Linked DNA regions of Mus musculus: regions 2 and 3 are each linked to region 1. A link is a contact called in public HiChIP or PLAC-seq and promoter capture Hi-C data. All regions are on one chromosome and are shown on one strand. Each heading gives the region's core, a stretch centred on a gene start, on an enhancer-like site or on the middle of the called end of the contact. The rest is flanking DNA. Distances are from core to core; before and after follow the strand shown.

Region 1 (4,545 bases), core at 1,375-3,874:
CTGAAGGTGGGGAGTCGGGGACAGGAATGTGAGGGAAGCCTGGCATTGTCTTGTCTACCCCTCTCCTCAGATGCTGCAGTCTCCTCACCTCTAACACGGGGTTGCTCTGCAACAGGCGGTCTCGCACTGCGCCACCCCGTTCAGGGGCTGGGCAGGTCTCTGCATAGAACTGGAGCAGTCTCTTGGTGGCCTCTGTCTTGCCTGCCCCACTCTCTCCAGAAATCATCACTGCCTGGTCCCGACGCTCAGTACGAAGTGCCCGGTATACAGTGTCAGCCACTGCAAACCTGGGGCAGAGATTTGTCAGGGAGTTCCCAGAGTGGTACCCCACCTATACCTGACGGGAACCACTCTTGTAAAATATGGGGGTTATAACCTGGAAGATGGAGAAGGGGGTGGACAGGTGGGAAGCCCTCACAGGGTACACCTGCCCAGCTGAGGATCACTCCAAGTGAGGTGCCAGCCATGGGGAAGCTGGGTACTTGAATGAGGCTGGGAGTCCTCACAGGTGGGCCATGTTAAGATAGTTAAAGGAATACTTCAGGATGGGAACTGAGCTCAGGAGCTGAGGGTCCTGGTTGGTGGACAGAACTCAGAGTTCAACTAATGAGAACTGAGGTGACCATAGGTGAACAACCATGGGATTCCTCTCAGTAGTGACCAGTGAGTCACCCAGGGGTCAGGGAATCATTTCAAAGTGGGGTTTGGATGGGGTCATCTTGCAAGAGGACAGGGTAGGTCACTCCTGGAAAGGCAAGGGAATCACTTACAAATGAGGTGGTACTTCATAGAAACTGACACCACGGTAGCGTTCCATATGCTGCCGGCTGTAGATCTGTAGGTCTCGGTAGGGATTGACAGAGACTAGGACAGGACCGATGTAGGTCTGGGGGTTGGGGGGGTGGGGGAGAAGGGTCAGAGGCTTTTCCTGAAGGTTCCTGCTGCCACCTTCCCCTAGGTCCTTGGGCCCAGCCGTGCTCATGGCACTCACATAAATGAGGTTCTCCCGGAACCGCCGCCGGAGGTTCTCAATGAAGGCAGCCTCACTGGTGAAATTCTCCAGCAGGACAAAGTCCTGCACCCCTACCCGGTCTCGGGCAGTCAAGGCGCTCTCCATGGTCACTCGAACCCCGTCACTGCCCAGGGCCTGTGAGGAACCAGCCACAAGACGCTGTCAGAGTCTGCAGGTTAAAGTCTCGTTTCCTACCCTGCCTGCAGGATGTAGAAGGCAGGGACACTTTGGACACAGGCTACAGAACATGTTCCGGACATATGGCTGGGTTGCAGGATGCTGGAATGCAGATAAGAGACCCTATGGGACATATGGACCATGCACACAGCCCATAGGAGCACAAAGGGCCCAGCAGACACTGAACGACTGCATGGAATCCAGGGCAGCGGCATTTTGAGTTGAGGAAGGTGGGACATGACAAGGAGCTCCTAGGAACGGCAGAAAGAATGCTGGTGTTGACCTTGGACAAACCTCCTCCTTTCTCAGGACTGCTTCCTCTTCAGAGAACAGGAGTGGGTTAGTTCAGGTGACCTCAAATCCCAGCTACGTGTTACAGGTGCTTTGGAGGACAAACGGTTCAGAGGGAATTCTGCAGACAGGGAGGGGCCATCTCTCCAACTCCCATCCACCCCAAATTCCCAGAAGTAGAAGTTGTTTAGGGATCAAGCCAGAGCTCACGTCCTAGGAGAGGGTTTCCCCATGGGCCACCACCTCAGCTGGACTTGATGCCCACCCCAGAAGCGGGTGGCCTGCCCTCCCTCAACTGGAGCCACTCCCTCCTCTCCAGCTGCTAGGCTTCCCCCCCCGCCCCCCCTCCTCCCGCAGCTCCTCCACCGTTGAGAAGCCTCAGGAGGTGGAGGGTTCTCCCAGGGGAAACCCAGCTGCCACCCAAGGGTGGGGCAGGTACAGGCTTAGCTAGACCCTCAAGCCGCGTCTTAAGCAGAGCTTTCCTTTCAAAGAGGGCCTGCAGATCTAGAAAATGCTGGGGTAGGGGGGTGTCAAGGAAGAGGAAGGTACTGGGAGCCGCTGTAAATTCCAGGGAGGTCACCAAGTCTCCCCTGACCCTGGTTTCTAGCCCTAGTTGCTCAGTTCTCTGCTTCTCCGTCACCCCTCAAGTCCAGGGCCTGTCTCCCTCAGACCTGCCCACCCCTGACCCACCCAGCCCGAAGCTGCTGCCAAACACCACCGCAGCCAACGCCCCCTGGTCCTCAAGTGGGAGGGGTCTTAGCCATCACCAGGGGCGACCACATGGTCCTGGGTTCGAGCGTTCTGCAGCCCTCTCCGCCTCGGCCTCCTGTTCTAGCAACTTTCAGGGACATCTTCCACCGAAATTCCTGGGCCGCGCCCGCTTCAAGGCCGGCCCTGGAGCGCCGCGGGCCACCGAGAGATACCCTGGACCCCAAACCTGCCCGCGCCCATGCTCACCGATGCCCGGTAGCGCATCCTGCCGGACCCGGCGCCCCGCTCCGCTGCCCGCGCCTCTTGGTCTGTACTCGGCCGCGGCGTAACCGAGGGAGGGGCCAGCCCGCCCCCTGCACCGCCCCTTGCAGGCCCCTTGGCTCAGGGGGCTCGGAGTCCCGACCCTAGGACCCACTGCAGCCGGCCTGGCCGGGCTGGGTGGGAGGGGGTTCGGGACCTAAGAGGGGGCGCGCGAGGGGCGGGGCCTCCTGCGTGCCGCGGGCTCCGCCTGAGTCAGGTTTTCCAGGAGGAACGTCGTTAGTTCCAGGGTGGGGCCCGGAACCCGCGCGGCCGCCGCGTCTACACAGCTCCGGAACTCACTTCCGGGCTCGTGTCTACAGCACGGGGCTGGACACCCCGCGCGAGACGAGGGCTGAAGCCCGTGGGTCACCGGGGAAGCAGGATTTCTCTCCCCACCCCCAACCTCGAGTCCCGGGAAAGTTAAAAATAGAACGAAATGTCCAAATACGGCCGGCGCCCCGGGACAGGCGGAGCCTCTGTACGGGACACTGTCCACCCCCATACACACTCCCAAAGGACTGGCTCCATTCTTTAAATCCTTAGAAAAGAAATTGTTTGAGACAGGGTCTCTTTACGGAGCCCAATCTGGCCTGGAACTCAAGATGCCTCCTGCCTCAGCCTCCTGAGTACTAAGATTACAAACTTGTGCCAAGAGAGCCAGAAGAGAAACATCTCTTGAAAGATCTCTTCCCTAGCTAAGAAACAAATCCTAGGGTCAGAGCAGGGTGCCCTTTTTGACCCAGCATGACCCCTAAAGAAGCCTGTTTGCCGAGTAGGCAGCACCCTTCTGACTTTCCTACGTGTGCAGCCAATAACCTTATGTTCCAGCCTGAATATCCTCCGGACTCAGTGCCCTGCCCCATGGGCTCCTCTCCTCTCTTCCCTTCTTTCTCTTCCCTCTGGATCTCCGCTCTTCCCTGAACACAGGCCATCAGCTGTCTTCCTTGTCTGTCCAGCACCCTCGCTGGTTCTCTGACGACATCAGCCCTTTTTAGGCCCGAGAAGAGTGTGTGAGAGGAGTGGAGTGGACTTTGGGTCAGTTGCCACCTCTTGTGGCATATGGATGTCTACGGTAAAACAAAACAACAACAACAAAACCAGCCTGGCCTTTGCTTACTAGCAGGATGATGATCATGAGTAAGTGCCTTAAGAGGCCGATTGGCTGATACTTGCCAGAATTGTTGGGTTGCCTGAAATGAAGCACTGACCAAGCCATCAACACCACTACTACCCTCTTCCTCTTTCATTCTACACGCACTGAGGGACTTGGGGGAGAGTCCAATCTTCTTGTCTAGTGAAGAAAGCGTCCGCCCCTATATCTACCATTTGCAAAGGGTTCTCAAGTGCCTTATCTATTCCTCGCCCTTTGTAAGGAACCTGAAGCATATACCGAGGGTATACACTTGGTCTAGGGAGGATAGGGGGAGTAAGAACCCAAAGCACCAAAGCGCCCCACCCCTTGGACGGGGACTCCCTGGGGAGGAGGTGAGTCTGCGACAGGTGCTGCCTTGCGGCCTCAAGGGGAAGGATGGTTCATTACTTCGTGAACAACAGCTCGAGCCACAACCCGGGGGTGGGGGTGGTGTGCGGCGCCAGCTGGGGAACGAAGCCCTTTGGAGCGGGCCAGGGGAATGGGTGCTGCAGGTGGAAGATGGGTGAAAGACAGGGCAAAGGGGAGCGCCCTTTACGATGCCCCCAGGTTTAAAAGCATAGAGAGGATACGACCTTCAGTCCACCCCAGAGCATTAGAAGACCTGAGGTGGGAGAGCTTGGAGTCCCCAGCACTAGCATGGGCTCGCTCCCCTCCCCCTACCGCGGCCTCATTGAGCTCCCTCTCCAGCCAGAGGAGTCTTGGTGGGAGGAGCGCACTGAAAGGGGAGGGGCTTCGAGGCCGCAGTGCCCGCCCTGCCCCGCCCCGTCCCGCCCCGCCGCGTCAAGCGGCTGGAATGAGGGGAATCCGCGCGTGGAGGGGTCCGACGGACTTCACCCATCCCGAGCGGCGCAGCCGCATTCCTAGGATGCCCGCTGGCGCCCCCGCAGCCACCGCCCCGCAT
Region 2 (4,392 bases), core at 453-2,952, 150 kb after region 1:
ATCTGTGAGCAGCTCTCTAGAGAAGCAGGAAGGGAAGAAAGTGGGAAGGCCAACAGGAGGTGTCAATCAAGTACCTGAGCTCTGCTCACTGTTTCCCCTGGAAACCCGTGAAAGCTCTATACCGCCAACACCTCTGAAATGAGCTTAGATGGCCCCTCCTAAGGATAAGGCTTGCTGCTTCAGTTTGGTGACCCCTGGTGCTGCCCTGTTTGAGTGAGGTTCCAGAAGGGCAAGGACTGTGGAAGTTACTTCTTCCCAGTGCCTGAGCAGGACCCTGGCAATTGTCACTGCTGATCTATAAACGATCCAAAAAATAAGGTGGGGTGACCAGGAACAGGCATCCTGGCTTCCAGTCCCTCACCGCTGGAAGTACGCCAACTCCTCCTTGAGCAAGAACACGTTGGCTTTGAGCTCATTCCGCTCCTGAAGGATTTGCTTAAGCTCTTCCCTGCTGAATCCACACTGGACAGCTTCTGGAAGGTTCCCTGGCTGCTTCTGAGTATCCACCTGTACAAGGTCAGGAATGGTCAGAGAGCAGTCTGTCTTAGCTCTTCCCTAAGTCCCAGCGCTCACAATAATATTATGGGAAGTGTCTGCTGGGAAAACTTAGAGGACAAAGTTGCTGCTACATAGGTGTACATAGCACACAACTGCTGTTGCTACCTTCCAACTTCCTGGGTACCTTCTATACTGCATGGTACATCCATGCCAGGTAAACCCAGGCTGGGTCATCAACTGCTGAATGCTGTGAGCTCTGGGATGTATTTTGACTTCGCTCCGTCTCTTACCGGGTCATCTGAGGTTGCCGCATCAGGTTCCAAGCTCTGTTCTTTAGCCAGCTGGCTGGAGCCATCCTGAGCTATCTGGCGCTCCCTCTCCCGGTCCTGGGCGGCCCTCAACTGGGTCTGCACTGCAGCCAGCTTGTGCCGCAGCTCAGAGTTGATCAGCAGGAGGCGCTGTAGCTGTTCCTGCAGCTAGGGGGTGGAGCGAGAGAGCTAGGGGCGGGGCTCCGAGGGCCGTAGCGGCCCCACCCCACTCCGCCTGGCCCCGCCCTCACCGCTTCGGTCTCTTGGCTTCGGCGCTGCAGATCTCGGTTGTGTGCCCGAAGCTCATCCCGCTGTCTGTCTGTCACCTCCTTGAGCTGTCGGAGCAGCGCGCGCTCCTCTGAGGAAGGGGTGTCTTTAGCACTACCGATCTCTGGGGTACGCAGGCCCCGGCTGCCCCCAGCTCGCTCTGCTCCGGTGGGACCCTCACTCACCCTGCGGCCCGGAGCCTAGCTCCTGGCGGAGGCGTTGGTTCTCCTCGCGCAGCCGCCGCAGCTCCACTTCTGCCTGCTGTGCGGACACCTGCAGCTGGGGGAGCCAGGGGTCTCAGGGTTAGGCCTGCCGGCTCTCAGGGGTAAAAGGAGGAGCCGGTGACTCACCGAGTCCGGAGCCGGCCCCACGGCGGCCTTTTCCAAGAGCTCCAGCGCCCGCACGACTAGTGGCACCAGCCCAGCCGCCGCGTCGGGTCCGAAGCGGCGTGCCAGCCCCTGTAGCTCAGTGCCCAGAGCCCCCGCTAGATGGTACACGAGCTCGGCGGCTGACCCTGCGCCCACTGAAGAAGAGGCCTGACTGGGTAGCCTGGGCGCTGCCCTCCTGGGCTCCATTTTTTCCTCTCTTAAGGTCAAAAGCCACCCACACCCTTAACTGGTGCAGGAAAAAGCTTAACAGTTCCGGCCCAGGAAGTTTAGGGCCATAAGGGGCGGGGTAGAAGCAACCCGGGAGGAACAAATAGGGAAAAAGGCCCTGGAGTGGGAGAGTGCTCTGGGCTCCCTGTGCCCTACAAGGTCACTGGATACAGGTCGGCCAACTTCCAGGCAGGTATCCAAGAGTTGAGGACTAGAGCTGTAAGTGGTCACTTCAGGCAAGCCCTCCCCATAGCGCCTGACCCGGGCTCCACCCCTGGACTTGGCTGCCAAGAGGTGAAAGACTGAAGGTCAGCAAACAGCCTCTACTGGACTGCAGGGACAGTCACTTAAGTATGTTCCCCCACTAGGAACCACACAGTTTACAAAAATGAACGAGACCGGGCACTACAGCTATAGGAGGACCACACAGTCCAAGAAGTGATGTTGAAAATAGGTAGACTCCAAGTACTTTTACAGAGAAACCAGCAAATATGCTCAAAGTAATAAGCCAGCCCCAACTCAGCTCCCTGAGTCTAGGGAGCCTCTAAGCCTCCAGCGGAGAAGGCCTCAAGGCTCTGAAGGCAGGGCCCAGTACCTTGCTGTCAACTGCCCAAGCTAGTCCCCAATCCTCAAACGCCTATGCCCAGAATTTGACCTCATAACAGCAAGAAAACAAAAGCACTATTTATAAAATTTATTACATTTTGTTCAGGATTACAATCTATCAACAACACAAGCACAGAACGCAAAGGGGCTGACTGCTGAATGTCAGCAGCTTGTCTGGGGAGGGCGTTCAAGAGGCTCCAGGCTTTGGGGATCTGAAGCAGAAGGAAGTAACTAGGCATAGAGGTCCTCTCTGTCTGCAGAGTAGACCTCACCCTCCTGCAGAAGGGCGAAGTTGAGGAAGTGGGAGGGCCTGTGGACCTCATGGTAGAATTCCTTGGGGTTTGCCAGCTGCAGCTCGTATTTCATGTTGGGATCATGTCGAACACCTAATGGGAGGGGAAACATCAGAAGTTAATAAGGTTCTGCCTGCCTCACCCAGCCTGGGCCCCTGGACCGTTTCCAAGGCAGCCAGACCTCAAGATGACAAGATGACCAAGCATGCTGGTCACCTGTCTCTACCCCACACTTCCTAGGCACACACAACCACGTACCCATAAAGTTGTAGTTCCAGGAGGACTGGGCGGGGACCATGAAGAAGCCGAGGAATCGGTCAGACAGGAGCATCTGAACCCTCTCGTAGTGCGAGGGTAGGTAGCCTTTGGGGTTGTTGCCTTTGTCTGTGTTCTGCCGGCCCCACTCATACCCACTGGGTGTCAGCTTGTAGGCTGTCAGTGTGCAGGAGCCTGGTGTGAAGCTGGGGTGGGGGGGACAGGGACAGGGTAAGCGCTCAAGCCACCAATCCAGGTCCTGGCCTGCAATGCCTGCTCTATAATATTTCCACCCAAGAGGCCCACACCAACCTGCACGTGATGATAATAGTCTTCTCCCCATCCCAAGATGGGTTGTCAGCCATGATTTTGGCATGAGTGGTGACATCTTGGGGTGATAGCTGGGGGGATTCATTGGGCTGAGTGTGGATCCAACCTAAGGGTTCCATCTCCTGTAGGCAAACAGCAATAAAGAGATGTTCAACCCATCTGCAGACAAATGTCCCCCATTAGGGTAGCACGACAGTGAGTGCACTCCCAGGCTCCACCACCACTAACCTTGAGGTACTCATGCTGGGGCAGCTGGCTGGGCAGGTGCACAGTCTGGTGCGTGCCCCACTGCGGCACCATCACAATACAACGGATCTCCTTCACCTGAGGGTTATCTGGAGGGCTCACCCCATACAGGTATCCTGCAATCTAGAGATGAGATCAGAAGGTATTCTTAGTACCAACCCAGAATGCCAGAAGTTTTTAAAATTTTATTGTTGGGGCTGGAGAGATGGCTCACTGGTTAAGAGTACTGGTTGCTCTTCCAGAGGACCTGCCACATGGTGGCCTACAACTGTCTGCAACTCCAGTTTTAGGACCTTCTTTTGCTCTCTACAGGTACTGCCTGAATATGGTGTACAGAAAAAACTCCTACATACAAAAATATTTTTAGCCGGGCGTGGTGTCACACACCTTTAATCCCAGCACTTGGGAGGCAGAGGCAGGTGGATTTCTGAGTTCGAGACCCGCCTGGTCTACAAAGCGAGTTCCAGGACAGCCAGGGCTACACAGAGAAACCCTGTCTCAAAAACAAAAATGTTTTTAATGTATTATTATTCTGTATGGCACTGAGTGTATGTGAAGGTCAGAGGAAAATTCTATGGGACAGGCTCTCCTTTCACCTATACAGGGGTTCTGGAGCATCAAACTCAGCTTGTCCGGCTCCTGTGAGAAGTGCTTCACCCACTGAGCCACCTCAGCGGCCTCAGGGTTTTTTTCTTCTCAAGAAACCAAACCCAGGTGTGCATAGGTAATGCATCCCGGGTAAGCATTCTGTGGTTGAGCTTTCTCTATATCTGTAGCCTTTTTTTTTTTTTTAAAGATTTATTTATTTATTATATGTAAGTACACTGTAGCTATCTTCAGACACTCCAGAAGAGGGTGTCAGATCTCACTGCAGATGGTTGTGAGCCACCATGTGGTTGCTGGGATTTGAACTCAGCACCTCTGGAAGGGCAGTCAGTGCTCTTAACCACTGAGCCATCTGTCTCTCTGTCTCTCTCTCTCTGTCTCTCTCTC
Region 3 (4,293 bases), core at 694-3,193, 170 kb after region 1:
CCTGCTTCTGCCTCTCGAGTGCTGGGATTCAAGGCGTGCACCACCACTGCCTGGCTAAGAAATTATTTTTTGGCTAAGAAATTATTTTTTGCAATAAAACTCTCAAGGTGGGGCTAGAAAGATGGCTCAGCAGTTAAGAGCACTGATTGCTCTTCCAAAGGTCCTGAGTTCAATTCCCAGCACCCACATGGTGGCTTACAACCATTTGTGATGGGATCTGATGCCCTCTTCTGGTGTGTCTGAAGACATCTACAGTACACTCATATAAATGAATTAAATAAATCTTTAAAAAGGAAAAAAAACAAAAACAAAACAAAACAAAAAAACTTCCAAGGCTTCCCCCACATCAATTAATTAACAGGCCAAATTTTTGTATCCAAATGGAATGTTAAGAATCTCTGCAGCTTGAGGTGGAAGAATTAACAGTAAAAGAGCGACCCCAGGAATGAACTATCCTAAACCTCTGAATGATAGTGACCAAAGAGGCATCCAGAATGCCTAGTGTCTTAATTTGAGCTTCAAACAGTTCCACAATACCAGACATTTTACAACAACACCAGCAGGGCAAAGCAAAACAATCAATGGCATAGGTAGACGATCTGGAAACTATCACAGAATCCCAGTGGTCCTAGCCTTACTCCTACAGTCATCCTATGTACAGCCTAGAGCCATGTTCCATGCTGGACACGGTGACATCTGCCTTCAATCCCAGCTCTTTGGAGGCAGAGGCATGGGGATCCCTATCGGTTAAAGGGCAGCCCGGTCTACAGAGCTAAATCCAGGGCAAAAATGCCCACACAGGGAAACTGTCTCAGTTAAAAAGTCACATTCCAAATGCTAGTCCCTCTATCCAGCACTGTCAATGAAGGGGCAGAGGAAGGAAAGAAGTCAAACTCCATATGATATTATCCTGGGATGTTACTCACCCCAAATAGACCCTTTTGTCATGACGGAACTTCCTGTTGGTCATGTCTCCATGGTCTCGAATGATCTTCCTGACATGTTCTGGTGGCATGTCTTCCTTCTGAGCATCCACAAACCCAAATTTCCGCTTCTCTGCATATCGCTTGGCCTGCAACTGCTGCCATTTTCGAGCTAGAAAAGCACCTCAGCTTAAAGGGCTGCACACATTTACCCTAATTATCCCTAACTCTTGCCCTGGGGCAACCCTCGGCATGCTGTGAAGAGAAATACTCACTGCCAAGTATCCTGCCATTTTACTACCCCAAACCACCTGATATTTTTGCTATAGATGTTTTGGGGAGGGTTGTTGTCTAATTCCTACATAGTAATGCAAACCCTATAAGGAAACAGGTTTTATCGTCATTGATGCATTTTACACACACACACGTACACAATAAGCTCCTGCAAAATAACAGGCACTTCCAAACTTTCAATGATTGGACTCAATTTTTAAAAATGTAAATACTGCTAATAAGCACACCCCTGATGACCTGCCTATGGAGGGAAGAAATGAAACCCGCCTACACGTTCGAGCCCGCGCACGCCGTTCCCGTTCGCCTCTCACCTTTCTCCTGCAGCTTCTCCTCTGACATATAATCCGGCAGCGGGGCTAGAGGGCCGGGCACCGGGTTACCCGGCCCTCGGTAAGGAAACACTCCGGCCATGCCGGGAGAATCTGGGATAGAGAGGCAGGCCAAAACTAATGAGCTAGGCCCGGGCCCACAAGGGGCAGATGGAACACGTCCGGAGCCCCCTGGCCTGCACTCTAGCCGGGCTGAGCGCTCGGGACCCGGGCCTGGCGCAGCTCCTCGGGCCGCTCGGCCCACTCGATTACCTTGCGCTCAGCCTCAGACGCCCACCACCCACCTGTCGCCCCTCACTCAGGTAGCGGCTAGGCTCGCAGAGCAATGGCGGAAAGACGACGTCCGCTCCGCGTTCCCAACTCCAGGAAGTGCGCAACCAGGCTCAGAAGCTCATCCAATAGACGCCGAGATGCTCTGATGGATTAGCGACATCTCCAATTGACGTTGCAGCCCGAGCCGGAGAGGCGGGTCTAAAAGCGGATTTCAGGGCGAGGGGTGTGGTCAGGGTAGGCTCACGCCCCGCCTTCTGCCAGTCAGTTTAGGAGCCCTCTCTAATAGATCTGACATTTAATTGGCTATTGATATTGTTCCTCAAAAGCCAAAGCCATACAATTTTAATAAGTTTGCGTACGTTGCACATTTCCCCTATATTTATTCTCATGAATTCAGAGCTGATATGTAGTACTAACTCCTACTCAATGAATCCTTTGTTCTTCTATTCCTTCATTACATTACTGTTAATAGTGGTAACTATGTACCAAAGAGTCAAATAACTCTTGGACCATCCAAGGCAGAAGGAAGGCTGGCAAAAATGTATGATGATCTGGGATGGGAATGTACTTCAGTTTGTACAGGAGGCCCTTGGTTCATTCCATTTCTGGCAATGCATAGACCTGTAGGATCTCAGCACTGGTGGGGGGTGGGGGGTGGGGGTGGAGGGGCGGGAGGTTAAAGGCAGAATAGTCATAAATTCAAAGTCTGGTCCTGGAAAGAGGACTAAACGATTAAGAGCTTTAGCTGTTCTTCTAGAGAACCTGGTGTGATCCCCAGCACATGGTGCCTCACGACTGTCCGAAACTCTGATTCTAGGGGGATCTGAAAACCCTCTTCTGCCCTCTGTAGATACAGAACACACATGGTGCACATACATACATGCAACCCAAACAACCCATATACATAAAATATTTTTTTTTCAAAAAGACATTCAAATTCTTCCTCGGCTATATAGTGTTTACCAAACCTCAAAAACAAAACAAAACAAAACAAAACAAAGAATCATTAATGTTTTGCCTTCATGTATGTCTGCCCACCACGGACATGCCTGGTACCCAGGGAGATTAAAAGAAGACATTAGCTCCCCTGGAATGGAGATAGGTATGATCTACCACTTGGGTGCTGGGAACCTGGGTCCCCTGCAAAAGCAGTAAATCTTTTTAACCCCTAAGCTGTCTCTCCCAACGCCTAAAGATTCTTGTAACACAGCATGATGAGCACTGGCAAGCATAGCATGGTAATCTGACTTCAGGGCGCCAGATTTTGAGCTTAATGCTTGATTATTAGAAGTAACGTACTAGATTTAATGCCTGGAGCTTCAAGCAACAAAATTAACTGAAGAATAAAAATAAAAACCCTGCCAGCCATGATGGTAATCCCAGAACTTGAGAGGCAGAGGCAGGTGATCTCTGTGTTTTCAAGGCCAGCCAAATCTACATAGCAAGTTCCAGTACAGCACAGCCAAGGATCTAGAGAGAGACTGTATCAAAACAAATAATCGTGCTTCTTTGGGAGATGGAAAGGAGATAACCTAGAAAACTTAGAAATGTCTCTGGGGAATTTCACTGGTAACGACCTTCTTCTCTCATTTCTCTTTCCTCTATCTGGCAACGATCACTCTAACGCATGCTATAGACAAGAAAAAAAAATGTTCTGTGTAAATCATAAACCAATAAAGACCTTAGAAGGAAGCTTAGGAAAAAATATAGGAGCAGGACTGAGGATGTAGCTGACTGTAGAGCATTTCCAAGTATTGCAAGGAGAGTCTATATTATAGCCTGACGAGGAAAGATGGATGAGAAGGATTTGACTGCAGCAAAAGATCAGAAACAAAGTAATTCCAGGTGGCCAGAACAGCTACAATACTTTTCTCTCCACAATGTTAAGAATTGAGCCCAGGGCTGGGCAGTGGTGGTGCACACCTTTAATCCCAGCACTTGGGAGGCAGAGGCAGGCAGATTTCTGAATTCCAGGCCAGCTACAAAGTGAGTTCCAGGACAGCCAGGGTATACAAAGAAACCCTGTCTTAAAAGAAAGAAAGAAAGAAAGAAAGAAAGAAAGAAAGAAAGAAAGAAAGAAAGAGAGAAAGAAAGAAAGAAAGAGAGAAAGAAAGAAAGAAAAGGAATTGAGCTCAGAACTTGACCCAGGCTCCCTCCCCGACTGAGCAGACTCCAGTCTCCTAACATAACCTGTGGAAAGAGTATTTTTCAACACTGGGGAGGCTGAGGCAGGAAGATGGCATTTGGGCTGCATAGGACAACTCTGTTAAGAGAGGAGATGAGAGGGGAAAGCAAAGTAAAAGAGGGGTAAGAAAAAACAGCAGAGGGAGAGAGGAAAGGAAGGAAACAAATTTAGGACAAAAAGCTAACATTACTCCTTAGAAAGAGCCAGCAGACACACTCAGCAGTAGTAGCAAGTCTAGCTTCAATGTTATCATGGTCACTATTGTAAAGTCCTTGCAATGACTTTCACT

What was found. HiChIP or PLAC-seq counts read pairs in DNA pulled down with a chosen protein or histone mark. Capture Hi-C pulls out chosen DNA fragments and counts their contacts.
Region 2: a promoter capture Hi-C map of adipose tissue shows a contact between it and region 1. The contact joins the promoter of Rilp here to the promoter of Myo1c in region 1. A contact is called at or near these places in 5 of 39 promoter capture datasets (embryonic stem cells, liver, macrophages and 2 more), 11 of 484 Hi-C or Micro-C datasets (the G1E-ER4 cell line, bone marrow-derived macrophages, embryonic stem cells and 3 more), 7 of 115 datasets of contacts at active chromatin or transcription factors (bone marrow-derived macrophages, embryonic stem cells, epiblast stem cells and 4 more) and 3 of 9 other capture datasets (adipose tissue, liver and pancreatic islet).
Region 3: an H3K27ac HiChIP or PLAC-seq map of extraembryonic endoderm stem cells shows a contact between it and region 1. The contact joins the promoter of Prpf8 here to the promoter of Myo1c in region 1. A contact is called at or near these places in 3 of 39 promoter capture datasets (the HPC-7 cell line, neural stem cells and pre-B cells), 2 of 484 Hi-C or Micro-C datasets (both in embryonic stem cells), 4 of 115 datasets of contacts at active chromatin or transcription factors (embryonic stem cells, epiblast stem cells, extraembryonic endoderm stem cells and 1 more) and 3 of 9 other capture datasets (adipose tissue, liver and pancreatic islet).

What each region holds. Positions count from the first base shown.
Region 1 is chr11:75,654,094-75,658,638 of GRCm38.p6, reverse strand. Myo1c (myosin IC) reads right to left here and starts at 2,624. Exons shown (of 32, transcript NM_001080775.1): 1 at 2,438-2,624; 2 at 992-1,147; 3 at 771-886; 4 at 89-287. The coding sequence starts at 2,455.
Region 2 is chr11:75,507,404-75,511,795 of GRCm38.p6, reverse strand. Rilp (Rab interacting lysosomal protein) reads right to left here and starts at 1,702. Exons shown (of 8, transcript NM_001029938.2): 1 at 1,424-1,702; 2 at 1,259-1,352; 3 at 1,058-1,164; 4 at 789-974; 5 at 362-507; 6 at 1-16. The coding sequence starts at 1,648. Prpf8 (pre-mRNA processing factor 8) reads right to left here. Exons shown (of 42, transcript NM_138659.2): 39 at 3,382-3,522; 40 at 3,136-3,275; 41 at 2,827-3,029; 42 at 2,349-2,661. The coding sequence ends at 2,507.
Region 3 is chr11:75,484,427-75,488,719 of GRCm38.p6, reverse strand. Prpf8 (pre-mRNA processing factor 8) reads right to left here and starts at 1,943. Exons shown (of 42, transcript NM_138659.2): 1 at 1,529-1,943; 2 at 927-1,095. The coding sequence starts at 1,628.